Regions from separate parts of the Hordeum vulgare genome. Here region 2 is linked to region 1. Evidence: chromatin contacts called from public Hi-C data. All regions are on one chromosome and are shown on one strand. Each heading gives the region's core, a stretch centred on a gene start, on an enhancer-like site or on the middle of the called end of the contact. The rest is flanking DNA. Distances are from core to core; before and after follow the strand shown. Region 1 holds the start of LOC123401821 (CBL-interacting serine/threonine-protein kinase 21). Region 2 holds the start of LOC123406353 (CASP-like protein 2C4).

What was found. A called contact is a pair of places that touch in the nucleus more often than the background predicts.
Region 2: a contact with region 1 is called in a Hi-C map of seedling, with 5 times the contacts expected there. The contact joins the promoter of LOC123406353 here to the promoter of LOC123401821 in region 1. A contact is called at or near these places in 2 of 6 Hi-C or Micro-C datasets (leaf and seedling).

The regions. Positions count from the first base shown.
Region 1 is chr6H:122,067,424-122,072,845 of MorexV3_pseudomolecules_assembly, forward strand. LOC123401821 (CBL-interacting serine/threonine-protein kinase 21) reads left to right here and starts at 3,076. Exons shown (of 13, transcript XM_045095670.1): 1 at 3,076-3,825; 2 at 3,927-4,163; 3 at 4,244-4,351; 4 at 4,509-4,580; 5 at 4,679-4,732; 6 at 4,865-4,990; 7 at 5,082-5,171; 8 at 5,246-5,392. The coding sequence starts at 3,664.
Region 2 is chr6H:122,708,058-122,713,479 of MorexV3_pseudomolecules_assembly, forward strand. LOC123406353 (CASP-like protein 2C4) reads left to right here and starts at 2,746. Exons shown (of 3, transcript XM_045099859.1): 1 at 2,746-3,275; 2 at 3,384-3,528. The coding sequence starts at 2,941. It overlaps LOC123406352 (calmodulin-binding protein 60 B-like), which reads left to right. Exons shown (of 8, transcript XM_045099858.1): 8 at 239-1,102. The coding sequence ends at 813.

The sequences.
Region 1 (5,422 bases), core at 1,826-4,325:
CCGATTGTAAGCGGTACAACCTCGCCCTACTGTCGCCCTTAAGTCCACTGAGAGTTCTGAGTATAGAAGGTTAGGCGGTAGTTGAGCGGTAATGGTGGGCGGTATTACCGAAAATAGGTGGTACTATTCCGTCGTACTACCGTCACAACAATCGCCTAGTCCGACACAAAAAATCAAGACTTCGCACGCAGCGGTACACCGCGCGATACTGGACAGTGATACTACCGCCCGGGGGTGGTACTACCGCTTACCCAAACTGGCACTACCACTTACACTTTAGGCGGTACTACCGCTGGCGCGTGATACAACCGCTTATTTCCTTCACGAACAGAACACACGAAACAGATGAATGTAGGAACACCAGAACTACCATAACTTCTGCAAATGAGCTCCGAATTGAGCAAACTCAAACTTATTGGACAGATGACGACAAATACTATCCAAACAACAACTGGTTATATTAAGAAGAGGCACGATAGTATGCCTACGATATAGAGGAGTGGGACCTCCATGAGAGAAGCATCAGCATAAACTCCAACATCAAAAGCATCATAGAAGATGCATATGAACTTTGTTTTCGATTAACTTGAGCTTGTCATGAAGATGACCATAAGCTTTAAAACTCACAAAGATAAACACCAAACAAGAACCAAGAAATATGATGCAAGGATGCAAAAGGTTTGAGCTCTCAACGAACGATACGATCCAGCTACTCACTTGAGAGCCCCCCTTGATAGTATGACAATCGATACTATAACCCGGTCTCCCAACTACCACCATGAGACGAGTAAATAGAAAAGCTATCAAGAACAAACCTTTGCTTTGCGCATAGTCCACTTGAGCTAGATGATGACGATCTTGTCCTCCTCGAGATGGACCATCTTTCTTGATTGCGTCGGCTCGATGACGACTAGTAGATTGCTCCCCCATACTCCACTATGGGCAAGCCACTCTTCGGCACATATTAAATAGTCCATCGTCACCATAATGGACGGCAAGCTTCAAACATGATCTCTTCGTGATGCTCCACTTGAACTTGCACACCGCAAGCTTGATGACGATCACCACTTGATGCCATCCTCGATGGGTTGTATGAGATCTTTATCTTCACGCAATCCCACGGATCCATATCTAACCCCACATAGAACTCTCACGAAGACCATGGTTTAGTACACAAAGTGTAATGGACAATGCTTACCATACCATGGATCACTTGATCCCTCTCGGCACATCATGTACGCTTGGTTTGTTGATCAACTTGATTCACTCCTTGACTTAGTCTTGATCAACCTTGAGGCGTATCTTCTCTCTTCATAAAGATGATGTCTTGAAGGTAAACATGAATGTTCCCACAATCTTCTTCTTCAAGACATGCTTGCAATAAGCTCAACTCTCACATGACCAATCTTTGGATAAATTCCTGAATGCCACCTAGGTCATCTCATAAACTCCTTGAAACCAACAAAGTGACTTCAAGAAATGCCTATGAACAAGTCTTTTGAATATAACACAAGGCATCCATTACTCCATAGGTATTATCATCAATTACCAAAATCAAACATGCGGCCACAATGTTCTAACAGAGTGAAGATACAACCGCGAGACGTGACATAGTTAATTTTCATCTAGATGAGAGTCTAATTTAATTTTTGCGATCTCTTCCAACAAAAAACACATTGACCCCCAAGTTTGCAGATGCGTTGAACACATGAAATTGCATGTTTGGTGATGTAAAATGCAACTAACAAAAAAATCATGAATTTGAAATAAACAAGTAAATAATAGAACAAAAGGAAAATAGGAAAACAAAAAATAAAAAATAAAACAAACAAAAAAATAGAAAACCAAACAAAAACTTATACAAAAATGGAAAGGGACAAACCCCCCAAACCCCAGCCAGGGCAATAAAAAAAAGAAAAATATAGCAGCCCATACGTGGAGGGGTGAAGGCAAAGCCCACAAACAAAGAAAACACAGGGGGCCTACAGTCATAGAATTGAAAAGGGGGCAGACAAAATTATTAGTTGAGGAATACACGCAAACGAAACTCTAGGGGAATACATGTGACTCGATCCACGGCAGGCAGCAATGAAAAAGACACGAATCTTAACAGCAAGAGCATATGGTTAGGGAGTTAGTTGAGACATCACTAAAATTTATCTAGATGTTGTTTTTTGGGGACGCTAGGCGTCAACCGGCTGATCCCTAGCGCGGATCCATCAGTCTAACAGCCGTTATTTAATTAGTTTATTTATTAAGGGACGTGCTACGGGTTGCAAGGTGTTAGATTTATCGCATCGTGTGAGCTGAACATGTCTTCATCACCGCAACACGCGTTTTGTTGCAGAATTATTTCTGCAACATAGGACTTGTTGTAGATTTTTTTTGCAATGTTTTTTTGTTGCAAAAAAAAAAAAATTTGCACCTTTGCTTTTGTAGCATTTCTTTTGCAACTGAGATATTGTTGCGGGAATTTTTTGCAACACATATTTTGTTGTAATATAGACCCATTGTAAACATTGCAATACCGTATATGTTTCAGAAACATAGTCCCTTTTATAGAAGTGTGCTCGACGAAGGACAATATAGGATCCTCACTTGAACGTGTGTCATGCAAGGGAGGTGGCGGAGGCGCTGGTATGCGTCGGCCGACGGATCTTCTTAAAAGATCCGACACCTTGAAAGACATATGATTTTGTGGATTGAGTGGCCGAGCATCACCCTCTACTATTGCAACATAGATCGTGTTGAGAAATTTTTCTAAAACACGAATAGTGTTGTACAATTTTTTTTGTAACATGACTTAAATTGCAGAAATTTTACAACATAGATTAAGTCATAGATTTTTTTTCAACAAAGGTCTTGTTACATTTTTTTTTCCTTGTAAAAGGTCTTGTCATAGAAAGTTTCGCGAAAAAAGTCTTGTTTGCAGAAAATTTACAAAAGTGCAAAATATTTTCACAACAACGGTGTTGTTGCAGAATTATTCCGCAACAAAGCTATTGTTGTGAAAATTTATATACGTCTTTTCACAACAAGAGATGCTCATGCAAGTCAAAGCTCTGCAACTATCTTAGGTGGTTTTCTACAGGGCATGGTGAACACATAAGGCTATATGGACACGTGGTAGAAGATGAAGACGATTGCTATTTGGAAGTAATCCACCTGTGGGTGTTAATCATTTTCCTTAGTAAATCTGTATATAATAATGATGATGATAATAATAATAATAATTAACAGTAGTAATAATAATAATATTGCCCGCTATTATTTTGCGTGGGGATTCAAGAGCGCAAGTGGCATGCACACAATACTTGCATCTTCCATTCCATGACCAGAGGCCCGGCCGACCATGTACGCCGTCGACGAGAGGGAGGCACACAGGGCCTCTCCTTTTTACCGGGCCGTTGTGCACGCCGTTGACGGGAGGGCAGACGGCCAGACGGCGACCGGCAGTTGCGCCCGGAAATCACGTTGCCACGGCCACTTTCTCTCCAAACCCCCCAACCACCTTGCCTTCTCACCTGATCTCCGTTTCACAGTGCATCCACCGTACACTACCACCACGGACAAGCGCACATTCCTGTCCAGCCAAACCACTGCTGGATTAAGGTTTGCTGCTTTGCTTGGTACGAGGAGGGGAGCAGCGGGAGGTCGAGGACGATGGTGCTGGCGGAGAGCATTGGCAAGTACAGGGTCGGCCGGACCATCGGGGAGGGCGCCTTCGCCAAGGTCCGGCTCGCCGTCGACGCCGAGACTGGCCGCTGCGTCGCGGTCAAGGTCATCGACAGGAGCACGGTGCTCAGGAACAACCTCATGTATCAGGTACCTACGTGTCCGGCCCGGCTGTTGTTTCTGTGAACGATGCTCCGCCGTCCATGGAGCAGAGCATTCCGTGACGGCCTCTTTGCTTGTTCTTGTTAAAGGTGAAGAGAGAGATCGGCGCGATGAAGCTTCTCAACCACCCCAACATAGTCAAGATACACGAGGTAGCTGCTCAAATTCCTTCACCATTCCATCCATTGCCCAAGCATGCAGCATTGGCAGGACTGAAGCCTCTTCCGTGCCTTACTGCGGTTACATTCACGCAGGTGATCGCGACAAAGACCAAGATATGTCTGGTGATGGAGTATGTTCCGGGAGGGCAGCTCTCCGACAAGCTAGTAAGACCTTCATCAAGTAACAGTTCTCGGTTATTGTTCAGCTGATTTTCCTTACGGTTTCTGAGTTCTTTCTGGTTAAGAGTTACCTCAAGAGATTGGATGAGAGGGAAGCGAAGAAGTACTTCTACCAGCTGATTGATGCTGTGGACTATTGCCACCGGAGAGGCGTCTTTCACAGGGATCTCAAGGTCAATACATTCCCATTCTCCCGTAGATAACTGCATGTTTGGATATAAACTCTTTTTCATCCCTGACGATGCGAACTGGTTGGCGTTCTTGCTTGATCATCGCTCCGTCTATGGTTGCCACACCACTGAGTCATTCTACTTTTGAGAGTGTCAACAGCCTGAGAACTTGTTGCTAGATAATCAGGGCAATCTCAAGGTATCCGATTTTGGCCTCAGCGTGCTACGGAAGGTAGTAAGAACTTGCAAAGGGCTATGGGCTCATTTCATTTCAGTTGTCGATGATTCAGATTGATCAACTCCGAAACTTTGCATCTAATTTTCTTCCAGCCAGGGCAGTTGCTATCCACATCTTGCGGCTCTCCATGCTACGTGGCTCCTGAGGTATTCGAAAGATCATAGCGCTCCAGCAAAAATAAGAGCATGGCATGGCCTAACTACCCAAAGTTGCATTGTACATGCCACAAAGTTTCAGTAATTTGCATTGCCAACTTCTAAATTTTGATGCTCTGGTAGGTGATTCAGCACAGGACTTACGATGGGGCGGCCGCCGACATCTGGTCATGCGGAGTGATCCTGTTTGAGCTCCTTGCTGGTTATCTGCCATTCCAGGACTGCAGCTTGATAAACTTGTACAGAAGGGTAAGCACAAAAATCCAAGTGTCTGATGATGCCTTTCGCTTCATTACACCTTGCTGATGTGAGGTTTCAACTGACAACTATTGTCGCAAAGATATCTCGAGCGCAGTATGCATTACCGCAATGGATAACGCTGCCTCAGAAGAAGATTATCTTGAGGATACTCGATCCATCTCCTATAACGGTAATCCTATTAGAAGCATTAGACCAACACATGTTCTTAATTACTAGCATGGTCATCTTACAATTGTGGTGTAGAGAGCGAAGATAAATGATATCTTCGATGACGAGTGGTTCCAAGAGGGCTACAATCCATCAGTAAGGAGAACTGAGAGTGATTATGGTGATGATTGTGTTGATATTGATGAGACTGGCACAAATAGTGATGGCAGCCACAGCACAGAGGTAAGAGTAAATAAACACTGCTCTGGAACA
Region 2 (5,422 bases), core at 1,496-3,995, 640 kb after region 1:
AATATGCATGATATTAGTATATGATACTTCCCACTATGAGCAGCCTAAATATATACTCCCTCCATTCCATAATATAAGATCTTATTACATCTTATATGCGAGGATATTGGATGTAATAAGGTCTTATATTATTGGTCGGAGGGAGTACAAATTAAGCAAATGGTGTATGAAATATTTTATGATGTCACTGTGGAATAGCAGTTTCTGAAAACCATATGTTTTGTTTCATCTATTGCAGGCTCAAATGGTTCTATAGGGTATGATGGCAACCAGACAGCAACACAGTCTGTTCAGCTTCAGAGTTCATCTGCTAATGTGCCGTTGCCATATGATGAGGCCTTTTCATTTTTGCCGCCTACCATGTTGATGGGTTCTAATCAAGGAACAGCAAGTGATGCCATGGGTCTGGAACTCAGCCAATTGCATCACACAATTTCTCAAGCCCATCCAATTCAACCAGCAAATGTCAGCTACGATAATTGGCATCACAACCGTGATAGTCAGTATGCTGATGATTTCACCGAAGACATTCGCATGAAAAGCCACCAACTGCTCGAGGGTGAAGACATGCAGCAGCTGCTCAGGGTCTTCAATATGGGTGGAGCTTCTCCTGGTTTGCCAGACGAGACGTTTTCCTACCAGACCTACATGCCATCTCCATTGCCAACCCCAGGCTTCGAAGGTGAGCCCAGCCGTCCATCGGGCAAAGCCGTTGTTGGGTGGCTCAAGATAAAGGCCGCTATGAGGTGGGGAATATTTGTCAGGAAGAAAGCTGCGGAGAGAAGGGCACAGATTGTTGAGCTGGATGATTAAGATCTTGGCGTGTGCTCACTGTTAGTTGAAATCTCAAATACCAGCTGCTGTTGCTGCGAACTAGTTCTTTGGCTCACATATTCGTCGTGATTGCCATTGAAGCTAGTTTTCTGTAAATCTACAGCGAGCAGCTCTGCTATCTTGTAAAAAAATGCCGACCCGCTTCCTTGTATAATTTCAACATAAATTCTTGTTTAGTGCCTTTTCCGTTTAGCTTAATTTGTGCAGAATATTGCTGTAGAAGACGATGTGAATTGATTTGAACAGTATTACGTTTTTGTGGCTGTTACTTGGTTGGGGGTCCATAACTACTGGAAGAACATGTTTGTAAGGCTCAGTAATTTTGTTGAAGTGGTGCATCGGCATTATGTTCTTGGCCTCTTTTATCAAGTGATCATACAGTGACCATTTGTTGCAGCCGGGCATGTCATTTATAAGAAGTTGAGCTGATGGGACGTGGAGGTCTTCCAGTCAAATGGAGGGCAAACTGAACCACACATTTTTTTTTCCTTTTCAATAGTCACTAATTTTCTCGAATGCCAGCTTACGGACGGAAGATACGGAGGTACGTGTCCACACCTAACCTAATTAGCCCCTCTCCCCTTTGATTTTTTTCTCCTAATCATCCTCAGTCCGATATCTTTTCTCCCTAAGATTTGTAGTAGATGCAGCGTCTTTTTTTTTTTATAAGATTTTAATCGTAGTTGATGTTTCAAGTTGCTGTGTATCGTATTCGAGGTGGTTGACGCTTGATGCAGTCTCGTTGACGCCCAAAGCTGCGAAGGCTACCCGTAACTGTAAGCAAACGCAGATGGCTACACCCCCTTTCACACCATGTTCACAATCTCTGTCAATGCAGCGTATACTCCCTTCGTAAAGAATATAATAGTGTTTAGAACGACATCCCAAGCAGGGCCTTAGGGAGGTAAAACGTGAGGATGCCACGCATATTCACACATTTCCTAATGGGTGAATTCCCATTTATGTTGCAAATTTCCTGTACAAAAAAGGATTGTGGATTGCTCTTCACTTCATTCAACTAATCTGGTTAATTCTAAAATCACATCAGTTTGGCCTACCTTGTTAGTTTTGAGATTATTTTCTCATGCTCATCGCTTTGAATGATTTTTTAGTTGCAGCTTTGAGTTTTTCGTTTGTCTTTCTTCAGCTCATTGTCTTAAACTCTGCTAATCGTGACCAGATCATGTCTCTAGATATGTGAGTGCACAATACAGAAGAGGAACAGGACAATTCCATACTGTTGGCGGCATCAATTGTAAAATTTACCATGAAGAATGCATCATGACGTGACAGAGAATAGAGTAGGGTGAGTTTTTTTTTGTTTTTGTTTTTGCAAAACGTAAGGAGGGTTTATTTGTATGCTAACAAGTCAAGTATGCAAACCAACCTATGATTGAATGGTTAGAAGGACAGTGGTATCCCTTGTCCACAAGAGTTTAAGTTTCATATTTAACATTCTTGTTGCCGTTTACCTGAATTTATTCCAAGCATTCTAGCAACATGCGTTCACTGAGAGGGAGTGAATTGTGAAAAACCATTACATTGAAGCGTGGTTCTGCAGAAAACACTTTTTTACGAAATCTTTGCAGATATCACTAATTTTTATCCTAATCATTTGCAAAAAACACCTAATCGCCTCTTCGCCCCTTTTAACCTCTATTATGACAAGGGGGCCCGTTTTTTGACGACCTGGCGTAACGGCCAGTAACTCACGCCGTCTCATGACGCTGTCCAGGAACACCCGGTTGAGCCGCTGCTTAAGATACACGTGATTAGAGCCATATTGAGAACCCCATATTGCCCAACTTAAGATACACGTGATTAGAGCCATTGTGTGGTGTATTATTGGTTGATGACATAGACACTAGCATACGATAATCAAGCACACAAATTGCTGGTCATCCTCTAAAAGCCATGGCATTTTATAAAGCTGCCCAAAGGTTCATAAGCATACGTGCAGTTACAGTGAAGCCCATGAAATTCAACGCAATTTGGTGAAAAATTTAAATCCCATACAAACATGGCGGCCTCAACGCTCACGTACTACTTTCGAGCCCCTTTGCACCACCGCAGCCAGCCCCCATCAAAATTGATGGGAGCCGATGGATGGATATCGGTGATATAAAGCACGCGCTCTGGCCCCCAACGCTTTCCGCGCGCGCTACCCCGCCAGAGCGTTCACGTCCGAAGGCTCCACAGAGCTCCCCAAAACGTCGGCCGGGAAGCGAGGCGGAGACCGATCGAGCGAGGCGGCCGGGCGACATGGGGGCGGTGGCGAGGCTGCAGGCGGTGGTGGCGTCGGGCAGGGCGGAGAGCCTCCTCCGGGGCGCGTGCGCGGTGGGGTCGGCGGCGTCCGCGCTGCTCCTCGGCCTGAGCGCACAGACCAAGACGGTGTTCTTCATCCGGAAGAAGGCCGTGCCCAAGGACGTCGAGGCCCTCTGGTACATGCTACGCGCCCACGCGCGCCCCATGTTCGGCCACGGATCGATGTAGTGCTACCAGGTTTCGCGACGATCCTGATCGAATTCTTGCTGTGTGAGTGTGACCAGGGTGCTGGTCGTGGCGGCGGCCGTGGCCGCGGGGTACCACGCCGCGCGGCTCCTCAAGCGGCTCTGCTCCGGCGGCCGCTTCGCCGGCGGCGAGGACCGGGGCTGCGCCAGGGCGGTCGCGTGGGCATGTTTCCTCCTCGACAAGGTAACCAACTACTACTACTAGCTGATTACTTTTCGGTGAATTGATTTGTAGCTTCAGTATAATCAGTTAGCTAGACTAGCGGGTCGTGGTGATCGTCGATCCAGGAAGGAAGGAAGGAGGAAACAGGCCGGCCGCGTGCGCGTGCTTGGCGCCCAACCGTTTCCCATTAATACGCTACGCATCGAATGGAATTATCGTGAGCCGGCTACAGGCTACAGGCTACAGGCTACAGCGACGGGCGTGTGCGTGTGCGTGGACACTCCGCCGTCGCTTTTACCCACGGCTAGGTAGCAGCAGGAGGACGGTAGTGGTGATGGGCCTTTCTGCCTGTCGTTTTTGATCGGGCAGGCCAAACTTTTAGCCAGTTAAGGCCTCGCTTCCTTCGACCTTCCCGTCCCCATTTCCTCTCTCGCCGGTCGCCGCCGGCGAGCGAGCAATCTCCCCCGTCTCCGGCGCCCGTCTCAGTCGCCGGTTTACCATCACCCTCTGCACGACAATGGGTTTTTACTCCTCTACCGAGAGGTGATCTGTTTTGGGTTCGTCTCGGGTTGTCGCTCCGCGCCATCTCCCACTTTTATTTTGCACTTCGCCACCAATGCCGCTGGAGAACTGCATCGTATGGTTAGGAAACCGAACCAGGACAGCTTTGCTTTGCAAGAACTCCTTGTCGCTTTAAGTTCATAGTTCTATCCTAGGGACATGTTATAGATATAATCCGGCACGTCATGTAGGCACTGAACGGCGGAGAAGATCAGAAGAGTGGTTGCTCACGTGATGTGCTCTCGCCAAATATAATTCCGTACCACAGTACATCGTTAATCGTTTGATGGTACGGTATGGAGAGGAAGGGTCATAACTCATGCGGTTGCAACCGTAACGGGGTCGTTTCTGAACCTTAACTCGCGACGCGTAACAAGAATCTTGATGGACTGATGGCCGCACTGCTAACGGCAACAGCAGAACACATTAAGAGCAACTTTAGCAGAGTCACCGGTTCGATCTGCATTTTTTTATTTAGAAAAGGAGGTTTACCCCGCCTATGCATGTGGACGATACATGCAGCCATTTTATTAATTATTTACAAAAACCTTATAAGTAGTACATTAGTTTGTCCGAAGACACCATCTTAGCAACAACTGTCGCTACTCCCAACCACTTGATGAAAGGATGTCGATAGCCCGAGCCTATAACCAAACAAACATTGTACCAAAGCCTAACATCTAAAGCCAGAGGCACCAACCGAGCCACATACTGGGTTTAGGGTACAAACCGGTTCAATACACTCTCATGTGTCGTCGCCGTCATCTTCCACCAATACATCTTCAGAGTAGAAACTAACACACCGACTTACCAGACCTCTCTGCCATCGACGCCACCATGACGTCACAAAGTGTCCTCCTGCGCGAGTCCATCTCCGCGCATCAGATGCCGAGTCTCCGCTACGCCATGCCGTCGAGATCCACCGCCATCAATGAGTAAGATGAAGCAGCGCTCCACCAAAGAAGCCGTCCACTGGTCTCTTGAGCCCGTGTACACCTCCAAGAAAGACGTCCCCAAGAGGAAAACAACATCTGGCCGCCGTCGTCATCCGATCTACTGATCTAGGGTTTCCCCCGGAGGTAGCGGATAGAGGTCTTGAGCTTCTCCACAATGATGCCCTTAAGAAGGTAACGACACAAAAGAGTGTCGCCATCCCCGGTCTTAGCAACAAGCCGAGAACGAGGTTTTCACCCGTATCCGCTCGACGAACCTCCGTCTCGCATCGTGCGCACACACCACCATCAATCTCCGCCACCGTAGAGCGAGCAAGCCACTCTGGCTAGATCAGATATGACCAGAGGGCCAACCATGCCCACAACTGACCAGCCCACCAAAGCCCTCCACGCCGCCGCCG